Regions from separate parts of the Macaca mulatta genome. Here region 2 is linked to region 1. A link is a contact called in public Hi-C data. All regions are on one chromosome and are shown on one strand. The core of a region is the stretch at or near the end of the contact, and the rest is flanking DNA. Distances in the headings are between cores, read along the strand shown.

Region 1 (6,654 bases), core at 1,825-4,324:
TTAGCTAGGTGTGGTGGCGTGCACCTGTAGTCCCAGCTACTTGGGAGGCTGAGGCAGGAGAATCACTTGAACCCAGGAGGCAGACTTGCAGTGAGCCGAGATTGTGCCACTGCACTCCAGCCTGGCAACAGAGCAAGACTCTGTCTAAAAAAAAAAAAAAAAAAAAGGCAATGTGAATTTTAAGGGAGTTGGCAATCCATACCCCAAGAATCAAACATAAGTTTTTATTTCTCTTACACAAACACACCTTTCTAATGAGTGTTTGCCAAGAGGGGCCCATACCAGCTGAATGCAAGTGATTGGCCCAAACTCCTCTTGCTCCAGTTGGGAAAAGTAGCAACCTTACAATGTGGATCCCTCAGAGTGTTCACAGTACACGGAATTCTCCCTCTCTGAGATGTCAAGTTTCTCAACTCTGGCTGCATATTAATGTAACCTAGGAAGCTTTTAAAGTTTTCAATGCCTGGGTCCTTACTGACAACAATTAAACTGGAATCTATGGTGATAGGATCAGGGTATGGTTTTATGGATTGTTTGATTACTCGTTTTGGGTTTTTGTTTTTTTTTTTAACTGTCCAGAGATTTTACTGAGAAGCCAAGATTGAAAAGCTCATCCCTGCCAAACCCTGGCTTTTCCCCTTCAACTCTATGTGATGGGATACTCATTCAAGGCAATGACTGAAGTGCCTCCCCTAACCCCTCACTTCCTTGCACCCTTTCCAAATGCACAGCTCAAGGGAATTCCCTTCTCCTCACCTCTGGAGCAATCTGGAGGCTAAACAGAGAGGATACCTACACAGTAGAGAGAGTCTTGGAAATCTCATAATCCCAGTTCAAAAGGCACCACCCAGGTGAGACAGGAAGTGTGAACAGGGAGAACATTTTTTTTTTCCCTAGAAGTTGAGGAACTAGACAGTAAATGGAACTTGTGTTCTGCTTTCCATACGGCTGGCAGCAACAGCTTAATGAACACTGCCCTTGCCCCAAGATGGGATCCAGAGGGCTCTGTGAAGGTGGCAGGTTCAAGCATGTAAGGACTCTGGAAGTCCCGGAGACCTCTCCAACAGCCCCAGAGGAGATCTAGAAATTCCAGCTGGTTATGAGCTGACAGAAAGGCTGATGGGCTGCGGAAGAGGTTGGTACTGGGACCTTGTATCAGAGGCTTTGCAGGGTTGGGTCCATGAGGGGGCCAAAGAGAAACAGTTATGTCTCAAGGAGGATGCAGTGCATGAGTGGGGCTTGGTAAAAACTCCATGTAGTGAATAAAGGGCTTCACTGATAAATTATCTTATTAATCCCAAACAGTAGACGACACCCAAGATTCTGTGATCATGTTCCTGTGTTTGGCTCTTCCCCTGAAAAATTAGCTCTTGTTTGGCTTTGCTTCCAATAGTAAGTGTTCCAATTTGAAACATGGCATTTCATGGTTCTGGCTGGTCTCCTAGGGTCTGGTTTTACTAACAACTTTCTGAAAGGGATGCAGTTAAAAAAAAGAAAGCTCTCAAAAACAGTAGTCTACTCAATATAAGCAGCACTTCCCAAGAGAAGTACAATTCTCTTTGAAGTTACACCCCACTAACACTTAAAGGAATAGAAGCCAAAGAAGAAAAAGAACTAGTATTTACTAAGCTCTTCCAAAGCGCCAGGCACTTTACACATGCTTACTCTCTCTAATAGCCTATTATTCTCATTCAAGGTGGGGTAACTGAAGCAAAGACATTCATATAACTTTGCTAAGTTCACACAACTTGTTGGAATGCAGTCCAACAAGTTGGAATGTTGGAATGCAGTAAGTATAAACTCCCTGCTGTTTTAGCTTTACCAAGATCCTTTTTTTTTTTTTTTTTTTTTTTGAGACGGAGTCTCGCTCTGTCTCCCAGGCTGGAGTGCAGTGGCGCGATCTTGACTCACTGCAACCTCTGCCTCCCCTCCTTTTATTGGGGCACTATACTATATGAAATAGATCATCAAGAAGTAATTGAGATTCTTCCAGAATTTCCTGAACAATGAAATTAACAAGCACTGTAGGTAAATAATAAAATGCTGAATTTGAAAAAAAAAAAAAAAAAAAGTACTAGAATGTTTCTCTTCAGGTACCACCTGAAAATGTGCTACTTATACTAATTCCAAATCCTCAGGGAAGAGACAACTGTGCCCAATTTTCAAGTTTTTTTGTTTTGTTTTGTTAATTGTTGACCATGTCAAGCGCGTACTCTGGGTGTTTAATAGGAAACAGATAATTTCTTCCCGAACCTAGCTTACACAAAGAAATCCAAAAGCGTGAGGAAGTGTGTGCTCTTCCCCTTCCCCTCACAGAATTAACTTTGTAGGCCCACCTGGCCAGTGACGCACCCAGATAGGAAACTTTTAATTTGCGTCAACAGAGGTGCTTTATCTGAATAAAACCCAGTCAGAGCCAAAGGGAGAGAGAGAATTGCCGACCAGAAGAACGGGAGAAGCAGGGAGGGAAGTGACCTTATGGACACACATGGCCCGCGCTTCCCACCCCACCAGAGTCGTTAACCCAAAGCCTCTGGGTTTCTCTGGCAGCTATGGACAGGTGCCCTCCTCAGCCTGAGCCAGCCGCCCGCCCCACCCCGCCTTTTGGCCTCGCGCGGGCGTCGGTGGCCTGGAGGACTGGCAGGCATCCAGGCGCTACGCGGACCGCGGAGGGAGGCTCCCGCCGGCGGAATAGCGGAGAGACCCGCGGAGCAGGCGCGCCGGCCACGCGCCCGGAGGGACAGGGACAGGGACCGGCAGGGGTGGGCCCGCCGCCGACCTGCCGGGTACTCCGCGGAGTCGGGCCTAACCAGCGACTCCCCCGCCCTTCCCGCGCCCTGTCTCGCGCCCCGTCTCCCTCCTCCCGCGCCCAGTCTCTCTCAACCCGTGCCCCAAGCCCTCAGGCCCTCCCAGCTGGCGCAGGGAAGGGACGGGTGCCGCGCTCTCCTCCCGGCCAGCAGTCCCCTCCCCGCGGCTCGGGCGCGTTGTACCTGGGGGTCTGGGGCCGCCCTCACCCTTGCGCCGCCGCCGCCACCACCACCGCCGCCGCCGGCCTAGCAGCCCCGGGACCGAAAGTGAAAGTGGAGCCCGGGGAGCGACAGGCGGGCGCGGAGAGGCGCTTTGGCCCGAACTCTAGCTGCAGGCGGGGAAGCCCCTGGCTAAGGCAAGAGCTGGGGAAAGGGTAAAACGGAGTGGGGCCGAGCGAGGGAGTTTGCAGCTCCCAGGAAGGGAATTGGTAAATGAGCGCTGCACGGTATCAGGCGTGCGAAGTGCACGCCTTTCTTAACGCGGGTGTGTGTGTGTGTGTGTGTGTTTGTGTGGTGTGTTTTAAGATGTTTTTTGGTTTTGCCTTTGTTTTTTGGGTTTTTTTTGCTTTGTTTTTTTGTTTTTCGTTGTTCAGCGTTGCCAGGTTTAGGCGAATGCAGCAAAGACCCAGTGCTCAAGCTGCGGATTTAGGGCAGGCAGGCGCTGACAAGTCCACTAAGCCTAGACGCGCTCGACGCCCATTGGACTCGCTGGGTGGCCGTCATCTCGCCCCTGCCAATGGGCTGAGAGCTCTTGGCCCGCCTCAGAAAGAAACACAAACCCAGAAGTACTCTGTTGTGGCAAAGTGCTGCACCCTCTGGGGCTTCGGTGGAGAATGACTACAGTGGGAGATGCTGTAGAGGAGAAGGGTGGGTTATAGGTGGCCCCCAGGACTTTCCTGCACTACCAAGGGCCACTGTACCCCAAGGATTAGCTGCTTCCCGCATCAACACGTTCCCTCTGATTTTTCAAAGTAAATGACCATTTCTTCACTCCCCTTAGAACAATTAAAGCTGAATAAAGTGGCCAAAAAGACCATCTTTAAACAGTTGAGGCTAAATGATGTAACAATCAAGAAAACACAAACATTAAAACACCAAATGCTACAAGTTTATTACTGAAAAGGGGTCCTGATCCAGACCCCAAGAGTGGGTTCTTGGATTTTGCGCAATAAAGAATTTGAGGGGAGTCCATGGAGTAAAGTGAAAGCAAGTAATTAAGAAACTAAAGGAATAAAAGAATGGCTACTCATAGGAAGAGCACCCCCAAGGGCTGTTGGTTGTCCGTTTTTAGGGTTATTTCTTGATTGTATGCTGAACGGGGGGAATTATTCATGCCTCCCCTTTTTAGACCATAGAGGGTTACAATGGCATTTGTAAACTGTTATGGAGCTCGTGAGAGTGTAGCAGTGAGGACCAGAGGTCACTCTCATTGCCATCCTGGTTTTGGTGGGTTTTGGCCGGCTTCCTTATTGCAGCCTGTTTTATCAGCAAGGTCTTTATGACCTGTGCCTTGTGTCTACCTTCTATCTCATTCTGTGACTTAGAATGTCTAACTTCCTAGGAGTGTAGCCCAGTAGGTCTCAGCCTTATTTTACCCAGCTCCTATTCAAGATGGAGTTGCTCTGGTTCAAACGTCTCTGACAATTTGGTGAGTGGACCATGGCCCCAGTGGTAACAGGACCCTTTTCATGCGGTTCTCAGACTTTCTCCTCCCACTTCTTTATTGGCCTTCCCTTTGAGAACTTGGGATTCCAAGTCACTGGAACAGTATTTCTCTTTATTTTTTTCGATATTATGTTTCCGTTTGAAAACTATAATGTTTCGTACTGCCTATTCTCTCTAGTCAAGCACATTTTATAATATAAAGATTAACACCCTGTTCCAAGACTCAACTACGGTGGGATCCAGGAAAGTTTTTTCACTAAAATTCAACAAGAAATGAGGACTTTGAGATCTGGTAATTTCTGCATGTTCAGAATTTGACAGGAGGTATTAATGGATAGCGTGTAGCCTCCAAGACCTCCAGACATCTCTGAGTGCTACCAGTTTACTCAAGATGAGACCTCTTTGTCCAGTAAATGTGTACATTTCTTTGCTTTTGTATTTATATTTTTGAATATGATGGTTTTCCTTTTGCTTCTAGTAAAGTTTTTTGTTTGTTTGTTTGTCTTTTTAAATACATATTGAAAGTCCAGCTGGCAGAAGTGAATGCACCCAACAGGCTGGAGGTTAATACAGAAGACAGCTGAGGAGACAAACAGGACAATGCCCTGAATGGATGTGGGCAGAAAGCAGTTAAAGTGTGGGCAAGAAGAGAGCTGAGACCGCCACCCGCTCCACGCTATTTCCCCAAAAGCTCACCCTGACTCAGACTTTAGCCTGTCACTCTGGCCATGATTGTGTCTTCAGAGTTGAAGTGCACTACAAAGAGCGATGAGCCAGAGGATTTGGCAGCATTCACTTCTAGTTTCAAAGCCCTAGCAGGGATGTAGAGGAGGCAGACCTTGGAGTAAGGACTTTAAGGAGTCCTAGTTCTAGAGCCTGTGAGATCAAAACAGCAAATTACCAAACTTAGAAATAGTTAGAAGGAGGGAAACAGAGAGAAAGATTACCTAGGTTTATTGATTCCCTACCAACTGTTAGATACTGCTAAATGCTAGCTGTACGTGCATGTGTGTGTTTATAATTTGATCTTTTCAGCAACCTTGTAATGTAGGTATTATGCTTTATAGATGAGAAAAATGAGACAGGTAGGCAATTTGCTCAGAGTCAAAGAGAAAATACACACTACTTCTACTCACATTGCATTGGCCAGAATAAGGAGGGGTTGGTAAACAGTAATAATATTGTGTACCATATAGTGTATGAGGGCTGGTTGGCCGGTTGAGCCCATCCATTGCAGAGGCTTCTCAGTGTCCTTAGTCTCAGAGGTGAGCCAGAGGAATGATAGAGGTCCTCCTCAGGCCTAGACCAATGACATACGTACCACTTTGAGCTATTACTGATCTACTTAAAAAATATTGAATTCTAGATATTGTCAAGTGATGTTCAATTTTGCTGTAATTGATTGATTCAGTTCTGCTTTCATTAGCTTTTAGTCAATTAATGTCAGCATTTGGCTCATTTCTTCTGTTTTGCTGCCAAAGGTGCTCCTATTTTAATCATATTACCACTCTCCTTTTTGATGTAAAATCTCATCCAGAATCATGGTGTAGAAAACAGACAAAAGCAGGCCTGCTCTTATTAAACAGGGCAGCTCCACCCAGTCAGCCTTGCCCACTGCTACCCGGCCCCTCCACACACAGTGTGGTCCTTGAGACTCTTCCGTAGGCTCCCAGGGCCTTAGAACTTAATTTTTTTAAATGCCAATTTAAAAAAGAATAATAATGCCGCTCATTCTTGATATTCTTGATAAAGAGGATGACTTTTTTTCACCCCCTGTGCCAAGTTGCAGAGCAGTCCTGCTTAACAACAGCAATACCATCTCATTAATAATCAGAAACAGGGAAGATGGTGTAGATGCCATGTTAAAGACTGTTCCGAAGCAGGCCACTGAGCTCATATCAAATAATAAAGTCCTCTGAAATGTGGCAGCTTGAAAGCATTTACATATCATCTATCTCATGGAATCCTCACATTGTACTTATGCAGGTGGCTAGTAGCTCCATTTTTCTAGAATGAGGAAACAGGATTAGAGATGTGAAGTGACCTACCAGGGGCCATATGGAAAAAGCCTGGCTTAAAGCGAAGCCAGTTCAAAGGACAGCAGGGCTGATGGAAACAGAGAATACCTCCACTAAAGCCCTCAGCTCCAGCTGTCTTGAGCAAACCCTGTCCTTAGACTTTC
Region 2 (6,654 bases), core at 2,753-5,252, 130 kb after region 1:
TGAGCTATTGTGCCCAGCCTAGTTCCTGGAATTCTTTAAGTAAAAGGCATGGTCTAAACATTAAGGCATCAGTGAGGTAGTGGTGTAGGTTTTGTGCTTGGTGGGAGTGCATTAAAGAATGCTCTAGTAGGAGTGAGGTGAAGCTGAGCCCCATTCATACTCTGTCTCAATTGTAACCTCATTTTCATTTCCAGTGATTGATCTACAAACGTACAAATATAGTTTTGGTAAATGAGACCTAAAGGGAATTTTAATGGGGAATTTCTGAGACGTGTCTCCCCTGCTCCCAAGAAAGAGATGCGGAAGAGTAAGTTCCTGCTTCCTCCCCTGCTGCAGCCAACTTTTGACCATATGGTAGTCTGGGCTTTGGGAAATTCCTCATATAGAGGACTGAAGAGTGGAGAGAGAGAAGGTGGGCTCTCGATGAGGTTGGTGAGCTATAACTGAAGATTGTCTTATCTCTGGACTTGTTATATGAACTGATAAATGTCTGTATCATTTAAACTAGTTATACTCAGAGTTTTGTTTTTTCGTAGCCCAAGGAATCTGAACTAGTATATCACTGTTCTTTCCAAATAATAACCTTTCACTTTATTTGGCTGTGTTTTTTTTGCTAATGCCTAAGATCTACTTGAACTTTATTAGATAATTATTCTGCTTTCTTCTGTGTTCTAAACATTTCTTGATTTGGTATAACTTCAAACATTACTAATTAATGAAGTGTATGTGTGCTGCAAATGGGTTACAAAGGTAATGAGATATCGACTCCTTCAGCCCTTAGGGTGGCCGGAAACCTCACGATGGTCAGCCTTGCCCTGGCAGGAAGCAGATTCCTCTATAAGAGTGCTGAACAAATAACATTTTCAAATGTGTTCACTGAATTAATGTATTGTTGTTGCTTCTTTCAAAATAATTAGAAAAATAATTTAGTAGGGCTGAATCCAAATTCCCTATGGAATACCAACTAATTAAGTTGGAATCTTAATTAAATGATTAATGGAATAGACTTCTAATAGCTGAAATTAGCTATATTTCTCTCTATTCCATATCCCTTTTGTGGATTTTTGTCATTGACCCAAATTTGCTTGTGGAAATTGCAAGGCAACAGAAAACTCTGAAGCACTGGTTTAGAACACAGATGGTCTGAGTTCCAGTCCATGTCTGCTCCTGGATTGTAAGTAAATATTCTACCCTCTCTAGATAGTAGTTCCTTCCTTATCTGTTTCAATGTGAGGCTGGGATTTGCTGATCTATGGTATACCAAGTGTTTTATTTTGATAAAAATATTCCTGTATTCATTGATTATCAAGTTTGTCAGTTCTTTAAACAAATGCAATTTGTTTTTCAGGGTGCTTATATTTTTCCTGTCATGCTATTTATTATGTATTATAATTAACTCTCCAAATTAATGGTTTTCAAATGTTAAATGGTAGACAGCAATGATTCTGAACACAGTAAGTAGATGGGTATAGTAGATAATGTCACATTCTCTCCTTTGATAATGAATAGTAACTTCATAATAACTTAAAGTGTCATATTTTTAAACTAAAGAGCAAGTTCTGTGTGGGAGGATAGGCGGGTGTTAAAGATAAAAACATAATGGGTTTTGGCTGTGAAACTGTGATACCATGTTCCCTCAAAAAGGCTCTATAAAGTCAAACATAAAACAGTATCCAATGAAACAAAACAAACTTCATTATTATTCTTTTGCTCCTAGGTAGGATTCTGAAACATTTTGGTTTGTTTACTATTTTTACTTCCTATACGAAACCATATTTATTTATTTATTTATTTATTTTTTGAGACGGAGTCTCGCTCTGTCGCCCAGGCTGGAGTGCAGTGGCGCGGTCTCGGCTCACTGCAAGCTCCGCCTCTCGGGTTCACGCTATTCTCCTGCCTCAGCCTTCGGTAGCTGGGACTACAGGCGCCCGCCACCACGCCCGGCTAATTTTTTTTTTTTTTAATTTTTATTTTTAGTAGAGACGGAGTTTCACCGTATTAGCCAGGATGGTCTCGATCCCCTGACCTCGTGATCCACCCGCCTTGGCCTCCCAAAGTGCTGGGATTACAGGTGTGGGCCACCGCACCAGGCCTTTTTTTTTTTTTTTTTTTTTTTTGAGATGGAGTCTTGCTCTGTCGCCCAGGCTGGAGTGCAGTGGTGCGATCTCAGTTCATTGCAACCTCCACCTCCCGGGTTCAGGCAATTCTCATGCCTCAGCTTCTCAAGTCTCACCCTTCGGAATAGCTGGGATTACAGGTGTGCGCCACCATGCCTGGCTAATTTTATTTTTTGTATTTTTACATGTCTTGAAATGGTCCTTCTTGTCTTCGTGTGTGTGAAGGAATGGGAGGGGTGGGAGGCAAGAGGTTGGCAAAAAAATCATTTGTCTCTTTGTCAAAGAAATCTCAAAAAGACATAATGATCTACCTATATTCGCTAGCGCATTTTTTACCACATATCTCTGCAGAGTTGGGATATTTAAAACAAAACACAAGGTAACATGTTTCACACTTAAAAGCATGGTAGACTGTAGGTTACAGGTGATGTGAGGTGAGGCGATTTAACAAGCTGCGGTGTTTTAAATATCTCCTATACTAAGTGGTTTGGTTGCAAAAATAACTCCAAGAGAATATGACATGACCTAAAATATAGAGAAGAGCATCTTATTTAAGCAATACAATGTGTGAAGTATGTTAACAAAATCTAGCTCTGCATATACTGTATAATATCTGAACTGGGATACATCAGCCCCTGTGGTTCACTATTTTTGGTTCTGAAATGCCAGCACAAGGGGCCAGCCTAAGGGCTCTGATTACCTTTCACACATTAGGAAGACAGCAACTCTGACATATCATATGATACAGAAACCTTCTCTGTACTGATCAAACACATCATTCAGTATGGAGTCATTAACTGGAAGGGCTTGCAGCAGTGGAAGTGAACTCTAAACACCACTACGTCCTTCACTTATTCACGCAAAAATTATTTATTGTATACTTACCCACGCATTGGGGATACAGCTTTAAAAAGGATTACGACCCTGCCCTCACAAAGCTTGCATTCTTGAGAGGGAGACTGATAATAAACAACAAATCCACAACGTTGTTTCAGACAGTGATGAGGGCTGAGAAGGAAATAAAGCAAGGCCAAGTCTTTATAGAGTGTGGCTATTTTAGATGTATGGTCAGACAAGGGTTCTTTGCAGAGGTGACATCTGAGCTGAGACTTAAATGACAAGATGGAATCAGTAGGCAAAGTACTAAGCAAAAGAAACGGCTCTTGTGCGAAGAGCGAGCAAAAGGAATGATTAACAATGATGGATGGAACTTGGCGACTTCCAGGAACAGCATGAAGGCCTCTGTGACCAAAACATGGTGAGAATGTGCTGATGAGGTCCCAGAGTTAGGCAAGGAGTTTCATTTTTTTTTTTTCTAAGTGCAGTTGGTATGCACTGGAAGTTTCAAGTAGAGCGTGGATTGTGAGGGATGTAATAACAACAGACAGTTTAAAATACAATATTGTACTTCGATTTGACTTCTTCGAAACCTAGTTTCCAATTCCAGTGCTGGTCAAACAACACCCTGGCCGTCCCTGTTTGCGCAGGCTGTTTGCGCTCGCCGCGGCTTGTTTGTCCCTGGCGCCCCGCTGTTGACAGCCTCGGAGCGTGTGACAGTTGGCAGGCGCAGTGAGGCGCAGCCCGAGCCAAGTCAATGCAGGGGCCGGGGCTGAGGGAGGGGAAGAGGCAGAGGAAGCGGTGGTGGCGCGCTGGGAGGGCGGCGGCCTCTGCAGCGAGGGTGGTGGCGATGCGCAGACCGAGAGGGGGAAAAGGAAGCCTTCCCCGAAGAGCCTCCTGGGGGCTCACGGGGCCCCTGGCGGTTCGGCCCCGGAGGCTAGCGGGGCTGCCCGATTTGGCACTGGAAACAATGGTGGCTCGGGGCTGGAGGCAATTGCGCGAGAGCTGGGGGGCAGGGGCGACTAGGGGAGTTTCGGTTTCTCGGGCCTAGCGCCGCGGAGCCTTGCTGCGAGCCCCAGCGGTGGCACCCCCGGGAACCGCAGGTGTTGATTTAAGGCTTGGAACAGGCAGGCCTTCTGCCCACATCCTGCGGCGCCTGTGATCCGGCCCGGGCGATCCGGCGCCGGGTTTTGTTATCCGCCCGCACCTAGAGGCCGCGCCCGCAGCCGCCAGCCCCGGGACTGGACCCCAGGGCGCCCTCGGCCCTGGACCCCGGGGAGCCCTCGGCCCTGCGGGGTCCCTGCCCTCTCTTCCGTCTCCTCCTCACCGCCCTCCCGGGGCACTATGATGCGGGAGGGCATCCCTGCCGAAAAGACCTACAGCGCCCGTTCCCTCGGTCCTTCGAAAAGTGATCCCTCGGCGGCCAACCTCCCCAGGGAAACCGGCGATTCGCAGTTCGGATAGCGACCTTCGCCCGCAGGTTCCTGCTCTGCCTTCAGACCTCGGCTTCAGTGGCACCTGCTCAGCGAGGCCGTGTCCCACCAAGCCATCCGAATTAGCTACCCACTCACTCGCCATCACGTCACCCCGATTTAATGCGCAGCGGGGCACTGACTTTACACTCGTGTGTCTTCTGTGTTTATTTATGGTCTGTTTCTGGAATGTCCGCACCTGGGACTGGGACCATGTTTTCTGGCGCAGTGCGGGTGTCTCGGCGTCCAGAATCGGGCGGGTCGCAGTAGGGCTCCACAATTGTTGAGTGACTGAACACGGTTCCCGGCCAGGGAGAGCGCCGCAGCCAGGTCCACTTCAGGCAGTGACGGGGCGGGGCTTTCCCGGCCCCGCCCAGGCCCCGCCCCAGCGCGCACCCGCTCCCACCTCGCCTCTCCGCTGAGCCGCCGGGGGTTAGACTGTGCATTTCCCTCTTGCTTCCCTCGCTCTTTCTGCAGCCGCCACGAAAACCCGGAACGGCGGAGCCACCGAGCGGCGGAGCGGCGCCGCCCCTCGCGGCACCTCCCTGGCAGCCCCTGGAGGCCGCGCTGGGCATGCTCAGTCGGCTGGGCCGCCTCAGCTTTCGGAGTAGGAAGCTCGGGCGCTCGGGCTGTGAGGAGCCGCGGCGGGGGGAAAATGGAGCCCTTCACCAATGGTGAGTGGGCAGCCGAGGCGCCGGGACCCAGGCTCTCCGGAGCCCCGAGGGTCGTGGGCAGTCGTGATACGCGGGATCGGGCTGCTGCCGTCACCCCCCACACCGCGGGCTTCCCACGAGGGTTGGGGGAGGCAGGCAGAGGGATCTAGGGGAGGCAGGGAGGTTCGGGGGGCGGGCGGCGGCCAGTGCGGGACCCGGAGCTGGCGTGAAGGTCAGCGCCGCCGCCGCTCGCCCGGGGTGCGGCCGGTGGGCGAACCGCAAAGTTTGGGCTGCTGTGCGCAGAGGAGTGGGCAGTGGGAAAGTTGGCAGCTCAGGTTTGCCCCCGGAGGAGGCGGTGTCGGGCCGACTGTCCTGCAGGAGCTTTAAGCTGTGGCAGCCGCCGAGCCCAACTTTTGTGGGGCGCCAGGAGCTGTCCCCCTGCCCTTCAGTGAGCTGCCGGCGTGACTTTTCCTAATAGGGCGGGGTGGGGGTGGGAGGCTTGGCAGGTTAATGTTGTGGAAGGAAGGAAAACTTCAGGAAAGGCTTGCTCACCTCGCTCGGGGCCGCAGAGGTGCCTTCCCGCAGTGTCACCCTGCTGACCCTGCCGAGGTACTCCGCCGGGCCACCACGCTTCCCCTCACTGGCTGCAGATCATATCAGTTTTTCAGTCAAAGACTTGTTCATGTCAAGGGTCCGTCACGGTGATACCACTGTGTGACAGGAAGCGAGAGTCAACGTAGGGAGCCTGCACCCTGCAAACAGCCACAGACAGCCCTTCACTGAATGGGGGGCATAAATCCCACACTAGTTAGAACGATGGCTTTTGTGCGACCCAGAAGTGCCAGACCCACGATACAGGGGTGAGATGAGATGTCTTACCATTTTGCGGTGTTGAGTGTGTGGATTCCCTTTTAAGATAGAAAGTAGGAAAACTGCCAGTAAGGGAGACGACCCACTAAAATTAGAGGATTCACTCTCTGGTTGACATGTTTTCCTGAGTATGGTTGGTTACTTCAAGTAGAGTATCCCATTAATAGGGGCCTCAGTCTGTCCCTGTTTAGGTACGTTAGTTACCCAAATCCCAGCCAGACTTTGTTGTATGCTGTGCTTCATTCATGAGGCTGCGAACTACTGATTATATTCTCCCTTCTCTTAATATAGAATGCTTTATTCTACTGCCATCTTTCTGTCTGTACTGTTTAATTAGGCTTACTGATAACAACTTTAATTCTGAATTGTTTTTCTCATTCAGGTTCTGTTTGTAATTACTAAAACTTAAAGAATAGTCTGGTGAAGTTACTCGAAGAATTAAGGAAGGTTTGAGCTAAAAGGAACTAGAGAGACCATCTAGTACTTTAGTGTAAAATATGTTTAATATAAGTCGTTAAGTCCTTGTAAGTGACTATTTCAATGCTTATTCTTTGTTCTTGGTAGAATGCTTGGAGTTACCATGTTTTTAAATGTGAAATTTCATCTAAATTAAAAAAAAAAAATTCTCAGTGACAAGGCTGACTCACCCATTTGGTCAAGATTAGTGCTAGCTGATTTGATGAACCTTTGCCTACAGAATTAAAG

What was found. Hi-C and Micro-C count contacts between places; a contact is called where the count stands out from the background.
Region 2: a contact with region 1 is called in a Hi-C map of fetal cortex germinal zone, with 1.9 times the contacts expected there. The contact joins the promoter of LNPEP here to the promoter of ERAP1 in region 1. A contact is called at or near these places in 3 of 14 Hi-C or Micro-C datasets (blood, fetal cortex germinal zone and liver).

The regions. Positions count from the first base shown.
Region 1 is chr6:103,156,027-103,162,680 of T2T-MMU8v2.0, forward strand. It overlaps ERAP1 (endoplasmic reticulum aminopeptidase 1), which reads right to left and starts at 3,075. Exons shown (of 19, transcript XM_028849584.2): 1 at 3,015-3,075.
Region 2 is chr6:103,287,963-103,294,616 of T2T-MMU8v2.0, forward strand. It overlaps LNPEP (leucyl and cystinyl aminopeptidase), which reads left to right and starts at 4,003. Exons shown (of 18, transcript XM_001092287.5): 1 at 4,003-5,100. The coding sequence starts at 5,082. It overlaps ERAP2 (endoplasmic reticulum aminopeptidase 2), which reads left to right. Exons shown (of 19, transcript XM_015140480.3): 19 at 195-1,298. The coding sequence ends at 197.